Regions from separate parts of the Drosophila melanogaster genome. Here region 1 is linked to region 2. The links are chromatin contacts, called in public Hi-C maps. All regions are on one chromosome and are shown on one strand. The core of a region is the stretch at or near the end of the contact, and the rest is flanking DNA. Distances in the headings are between cores, read along the strand shown. Region 1 holds the start of CG46397. Region 2 holds the start of CG43796.

What was found. Hi-C and Micro-C count contacts between places; a contact is called where the count stands out from the background.
Region 1: a contact with region 2 is called in a Hi-C map of the Kc167 cell line, with 5 times the contacts expected there. A contact is called at or near these places in 3 of 107 Hi-C or Micro-C datasets (the Kc167 cell line, the ML-DmBG3-c2 cell line and the S2 cell line).

The regions. Positions count from the first base shown.
Region 1 is chr2L:8,945,560-8,949,016 of dm6, reverse strand. It overlaps CG46397, which reads right to left and starts at 1,751. Exons shown (of 2, transcript NM_001382136.1): 1 at 1,669-1,751; 2 at 1,146-1,610. The coding sequence starts at 1,711. The coding sequence ends at 1,456. The region is part of intron 1 of C1GalTA (Core 1 Galactosyltransferase A); the gene reads left to right.
Region 2 is chr2L:8,480,589-8,483,865 of dm6, reverse strand. It overlaps CG43796, which reads right to left and starts at 1,492. Exons shown (of 1, transcript NM_001273325.1): 1 at 861-1,492. The coding sequence starts at 1,388. The coding sequence ends at 1,005. It overlaps dachs (dachs,), which reads right to left. Exons shown (of 9, transcript NM_001201801.2): 4 at 450-736; 5 at 1-300. tRNA:Asp-GTC-1-2 (transfer RNA:Aspartic acid-GTC 1-2) reads right to left here and starts at 2,089; the gene lies at 2,018-2,089. It overlaps tRNA:Asp-GTC-1-3 (transfer RNA:Aspartic acid-GTC 1-3), which reads left to right and starts at 1,711; the gene lies at 1,711-1,782.

The DNA.
Region 1 (3,457 bases), core at 502-3,001, 460 kb before region 2:
AAAGAAACAGAGTTTTAAAAACGAATGCCATGTTTTTTTTTTGTGCCTGATAACAATTCCGCAGTCCAGTTCCACTTTGATAAACAGCTGCCGACATCATTGTGCCAGTCCTTACTGTATTGTTTATCTGAAAGGGAAGTTACTGAAAGTGAATTGAAATAAAACGAGAATCATAGAGCCAAAACATTAAGTACAGGGTACTTTGCTTATACGGGCTCCAAAAATAAAATACAATAACTGAATTAAAATATTTGCGGGATCGCAGAGCGTGGCTGATTTTATTGACCGCAGATGAAAAGCGGCCAAACAAAACAATTGTACAATTGGTTTGGTTTCTGGTTTTAGTTTGTCTTTCTGGCCCATTCTGTTTTTACATTTTTTTTTTTAAATTACGATGAATGGACTGTCACGCTAGTCTGAGTATAGGGCAGCAAAAAAGCAAAAGGCACTCTATTAACTGAATGACATAATAATAAATTTAGTTTAGCTTAATTTCTATTAACAGGTGCTCCATTACGCGCTCTCGATGAATTAGTTAAGAACTAGATTATTATTATTATTATACATATATAGTGAATAAGAATTTAAGCTACATAAGTTGACTTTTGGGAAAACTTAACTACAATATTAAGCTGGTTTTGAAAAACCCATAAATATAGTTATGCTTATCTATTTGAGTTATGATGAGGTAAACGTTTTATGTCAAGGGTTCTACACACACACATTGAGGGAATTTTTTAAGCTTTACAATGCCACAAAATATTTTTTTTTATTATCTGTGCAAGGTACTACATCTTTGACGAGACAAACTGGTGTTATAATGTTTTATTATCTTTGGCTTTATCTGAGTACGCCACAAACACCGAAATTTCAAAGATAACAACTAAAATACGTAATAGCACGAATAAAGCTAATCACCATGGATATCAAATAGATCACTGAAATAGAATTGCCAGACAGTATGAATTATATACACGTTCATATTCGTGCTACCGAACAGTATGTGATTATATAATTTTCTTTTTTGCTCGACAAGTAATTTTTCAATTGGCCGCTGCAGTGCATGGGAATAGTTTTTGGATCGGCAATGGATCTAATATTAGAACATTTGTAAATACAATATTTGCCACGATTCGCAAACTTTTGTTTGTTATTCACTCCACGCAAATCGGGCATCCCAAAGGCGTTCGAATCTGATCAGTAGACTACAATGATAAGCAAATACGCGGTTAAATTGCGTTTAATTGCTATTGTACATTAGATTGGAGCGGCGATGTCGGTCTGACATGTTGTTCATGCTTAAATTTAATTAATTTGCAAATTACAATTGCAATTGCAAAGCGCCAAGCAAGTCGGGCAAACACACTGGTCTCTGATGTGCCACCCACACAACCTAGCATTGCATTCCCAGTTTACAATTGATAATTGCTGGGCTCAGGGGTCTATCTCAGATTTTCAAAATCCTTGACCTGGTGACTGCATATCCTCGGTGTGAATTGGTCTGAAGCTGTCGAAGTCATCGATGCGCAGCGGAATGGCGATGAGTTTAGCCAGGCCGTAAAATACGGCTAAGCACAGAAAAATGGTCAGAATCATTTGGCTGGGCGGCACTAAAAAACACATAATGTTTATAAAAACCTGCTTGTTAAATGTATGAACTCAGCAAACCCTTGCCGGTGAACCAAGGCAGTTTAGGACTAGACGATATCATTTTTATCACACTTAACACTTTGATGACAGAGTTCCAAATGAGATATAAAGTCAAATTGAACTATCGACTTTAAAAAACCACCAACTGATCAAACAAAAGCTACGCCTAACCAACCATTCATACATACAGTGATCCCTAGTAAAAAAGGCAAAAAGTGAACAACAATAGCCCAGAAGTGGAACTACGTTCAATACGACATTTGTTATGTTTAAACTTTTAAAAAGTATTGTAATATACAGTATCTATAGATACTGCTAATACTGCTAATGTTATTGCCAGGAATGAGTACTTCAAATATGCTAGAGCAATTCTCCGAAATCATTATCTGTATGCTGCAAATAGACTATAAGTCCGAAATTATATCGTAGCCAACGGAAATTGACCCAGAAATTGTTATTAGCACATAACCAAAGTAATCGGCAATGGACGTTGGTGATAACAAATAATAATACATTGCTGATAAGTTGCGGTTGTATGGAAAATGATAAGAGCCGGCCATACTAATTTCCACGACCATGTCATTCGCCGAAAATCAATTACCCAAATGCCCATGCCACCCCATATGCATATCTACATGCATTAGCAAGACACTTTTCTTGCTTTACATTTATTTCACAGATAAGTGGAAACTACAGCGAAAAATGAAAAGAGAACAAAGCGTACATTGCTTAAAAACCATCTGCATTTCGGAGTTCTAGCCGCACTTATTAACCAAGTGCCGACTCGTGCGGGTGCAAAACTGCAGAAAAGATTGATTTACTTTGGTTGGCGCAGCTGGTTTGCATTCGCCTGCTGGTCTTGCTACCAATTTAATTGTTTTATCCATGCAAACAAAATTATTGAGTAAGTGCTAAATAGAAGATTCACTAAACAATGACTGCGACGGGACAAAACAAAAACGATTTTCGTGCTCGAATCGAAGATTTAATTGTTCTAACAAATGTGACGACTGCAAGTAATTATTCGAAAATAAAGTTTATTTTTGGCCACTAAGTGAAGTCATTCATTCCTTATGCACTTACAAAGCCATTTAGTTGAAATATAGTTAATTAATTAACATTTATTAAGTAATTATCACTAGTTGTGTGCCTAGTTCAACGACACCAACGAAAACCATTCAATTATATTGTTTTAGTACCTGTTTAGCTGATTGCTAACTAAACAAAACTCTGAAACTAAAAGAAACCCATGACGAAAAAGTTATCTTTATTACGGTGTCAAAAGTTTAATTGCGTTTCTATTTGCACTTTGCCACAGAATAGGCAAAATACTTAGTGTCCAAAATCCCATGAGATTCTCTATGTTGTCCGCTAGTTTTATGACACAAACTCGAAAAAAGCAAAATATTCTTTGCGCAGACTCTTGATTTTTCTGCCTTTTCTTTTTGCAATGTTTACGTACGGCGAAAAGGCAACGTAGTGCAGTAATCTCGGAAGGAAAGAACGCGAAAAAACAGACACGTGCAAAACTTAAAACGAGCAAATATAGAAAAATTGAAATGTTTTCTGAAATAAATATTTATCAGCAATGTTGCTGCAGTTGCAGAATGCAACTCCGAGCGGCGGCAATTGTCACGTTTTGCATGAGATTAACACAGTTCGAGTTAACCATGCGGAGGCGAGCCAATCCGAGCCGAAACAGCCAACTCCATGCTCAGATAGTTGACACAAATGACCGAGTGCAGATGCGTTCCGAAAAACGCAACGATTCGTTCTAAAAATACATACACGTGGCTAATTTGCTGGC
Region 2 (3,277 bases), core at 243-2,742:
GGAGTTGGAGGTGCGCATGGGCAGCGTGTTGGAGTTGTTGCTGTTGTTGTTGACCGGTGCATGGGAATGGGAATTTTGCCCCAGGATACTTCCCATGCCGCTCATATGTGGCAGTGTCCCGGTGGACTGACCATGTCCGCTGCCACTCTGCTGATGCGACAGGCCCGGCTTCTCGGCCAACTGATGCGGAAGTGGATGTGGAATCGACGTGTTCCTCGCCGACACAACGGCGCCTCCTCCAGCGCCTCCTCCTCCACCAGAGCCCGAGTTTGCGGGCAATGTGTGGCTGAAGCTGTGATTCTATAAGAGTGAGGAGTGAAGAGAAATAAACATCTTTATCAAAGGAAATCGAATGTGGACAAGCTTGTTGCTCTTACAGTTCGATTTAAGATTTGTATATACTAGAGTAGGGTCCTAGTTTTAGAATATGTTTAAATACCATAACTTACCTTCGATGTCGTGTGATGTCCATTGGTGTGTTGCTGAACTGCACTGGCTGAAAGTCCTGCGCCGCTGGAACTCAGATTGAGATTCGGACTGGATGCGTTTAGGTCAAAGTTGTTGGCCTTGGGACCCGCATTGGGAGCTGGGGCGACGGGCTGCGCGCCATTTCCCTGGCTCTGACCCTGACCCGGTCCATGACCCACATGCAGGCGGTTTCGCAGAGTCACCAATTCGGTGCTCAGGCTTTTGAGCCGCTGCTGCAGATGAACTGCCTCGTTGGATGAAGATGCATCTGAAGAAAAGCGGATAAAGTTATTGTTTTATTACATTGTTGGTTACAACACCGACGAAAAGTGAAATAGTCTTGTTTATCATTCAAAATTTTTTTTTAATAGACAATTAATACTTTTGATTTTATTCCGAGCTCTGCCTTCGGTGGACAGATGAACTGAGATGATCTGCGTGCGCCTTTCGGACCACTAAGTGCATTCAACTTAATTGGAAATAAAGACTTCGCAAGGAATCTCAGTTCGCCTGCCGCCGCTTAAAATTCAATTTGTCTAATGAAGAAAAGATGCGCAAGTCGACTTGTTGTATTGGCCTATGATCCTAGATGATATCGGTGTGCCCAACATCATCGCAGTGTCCCTTGAAGGAGGATAGAGCACAGGCATTTTCTCTTTGACCCAACGGATCGGCCTGGTCAAGTTCTGGACACTGGTGTCCAGTTTAATTGAGCATTTTCCCTGATGTTGCCGAAAACGCTCCGGCTTGTGCAGAATGTTGTGCGGATCGCGGTAATAGTCCCGATACCTCTGGGTCTCCAAATAGAAGTTGTCAATCCTGTCCAGATCGTCGTAGTCAACATTGACCAATCCGATCCGGGGAGCAAAACCCAAAATGCCTCGTCGATGAACCTCCGCGTTTTTGGCCACCATCCTCATGTCTACTTCAGGAATTGGTTCCTTTCTCATATTTAACAAGTTTATGTATATGAAAGTCAACAAAGAAAAAGAAAGCTCTTGAAACCTAATGAATTGTCTGTCAAAGAGTGCAGCCAATGACTGGTAATTCACGGAAAGTGTGATAAATTAGAAGGTTCAAATAAAGACACCTTCAAATATTTGGGTGGTTTTGATAAGTTGGGCTATTTAAGAAATTTTCCAAAAATAGGTTATTTATGTTTCCTTGAATTCTTAGCACAATAATTTGCACTGAGAGCACCGAAGAATCTGAAATAGAACTATTGGCAATCGGCGCGCAACATCCTCGATAGTATAGTGGTTAGTATCCCCGCCTGTCACGCGGGAGACCGGGGTTCAATTCCCCGTCGGGGAGATGGGATATTTCCTTTCTTTTTAGCTCATATATGTAATTACAAGAGAATAAGTGAATATTTTTCTTGCAAATTTATATAAAGAAAGATAATGCATAAACTTGGCAATATGATCATTGAAATTATATTTTTATATCCATCTTTTTGTTTTACAAAAGTTCCAAAAATTGTAACATGTTTTAGGGATGTGCTTTTCTTTAAATAAGATTTTAATAAAAAAAAAGTATTGACAATCGTCTCCCCGACGGGGAATTGAACCCCGGTCTCCCGCGTGACAGGCGGGGATACTAACCACTATACTATCGAGGACGTTGAATTTCGCCTGCCAATAGTTCTATTCTAAATCTGTGCTTCACTTGAATCCCGGTAGATTAAATTATTGCTAAAATAGATGTTGGTTTAAATAGATTTTTGGTACACATTGAAAGTACTATAAATAAAGTAAATAATAAAGACAGGTGTCTTAATCTTTTGGTTAAGCTATTGCTTGAATAAATACACCTTTATTGCAGTTACATGCATTAAGCCTTTGGCTCTCTATTAAAAACATATAATCAGCAGACCATATGGAAATCTTCATTATGGCGAAAAGGAATTTAATTAGTTCTAATTAACAACTCAATACAACGAAAATCAATTCACATCGATTAATTTCGCCCGGGCCAACAGACTTTTGTGCACGCGAATCGCTTTGGTAGGCTTGTGCCAGAGGAGCAGAAAAAGTCATTTTAATAGATATAGATGGTGAGCATTTACATAAAATGTTAATGAACTAATTTCGCCGGAGTTAACGAAAAATAGAGACACCGAAAGCGCTAAGATGAAACACAAATTGGCGGCAGGTGACTACAAAATTTCAAAGACGTGTGTACATCCAGAATAGAAGATCAATGGGCAGACTCGACGAACAGCTAATAATGCCAACTGATTTATGAAGACTTTCAAAACAGGGCCGAGAGGTCATTGTTACAAGCCAACACCACGAAAAACGCTGACAAGCTAACAAGATTTTATTAAGCTTATGCGTTTCAGAAACTTGTCTACTATTTTTTACAGCCTTCAGCGGGAAATCAAATTAATTAGCTAATGAAAAACGGAGAAAAGCTTGGATGCAGAGTACTACTACCAAAGGTATATACCTTCGACCCATGTGTCGGTGAGCCAAAACAGAGAGGCAAGCTGGAAGGCTTATAACAAAATCAGAGTCGACAATATACAAAAAACAATATCATTGATGACTTGAGCTCAGACAGAGGAAACCAGTTTTGATGTTGTTGTTTTTTTTAGTGCTTTCTGTGGCCCAAAGTTGCACTCAAGAAATAAGACAAAAGCCACAGAAAAAGGTACAGAAAAGTCTGACATCGAAGTCAAACGAACAATTTCGAGTCTCTGTTCCAATCAATTAATCGGTGATAATTTCACCAACTAGACTAATGTACTGAAATTAATGTATTTAGCAATTAGCTTTATTGGCTTTTCCTCTACGCTTCAGTTCTC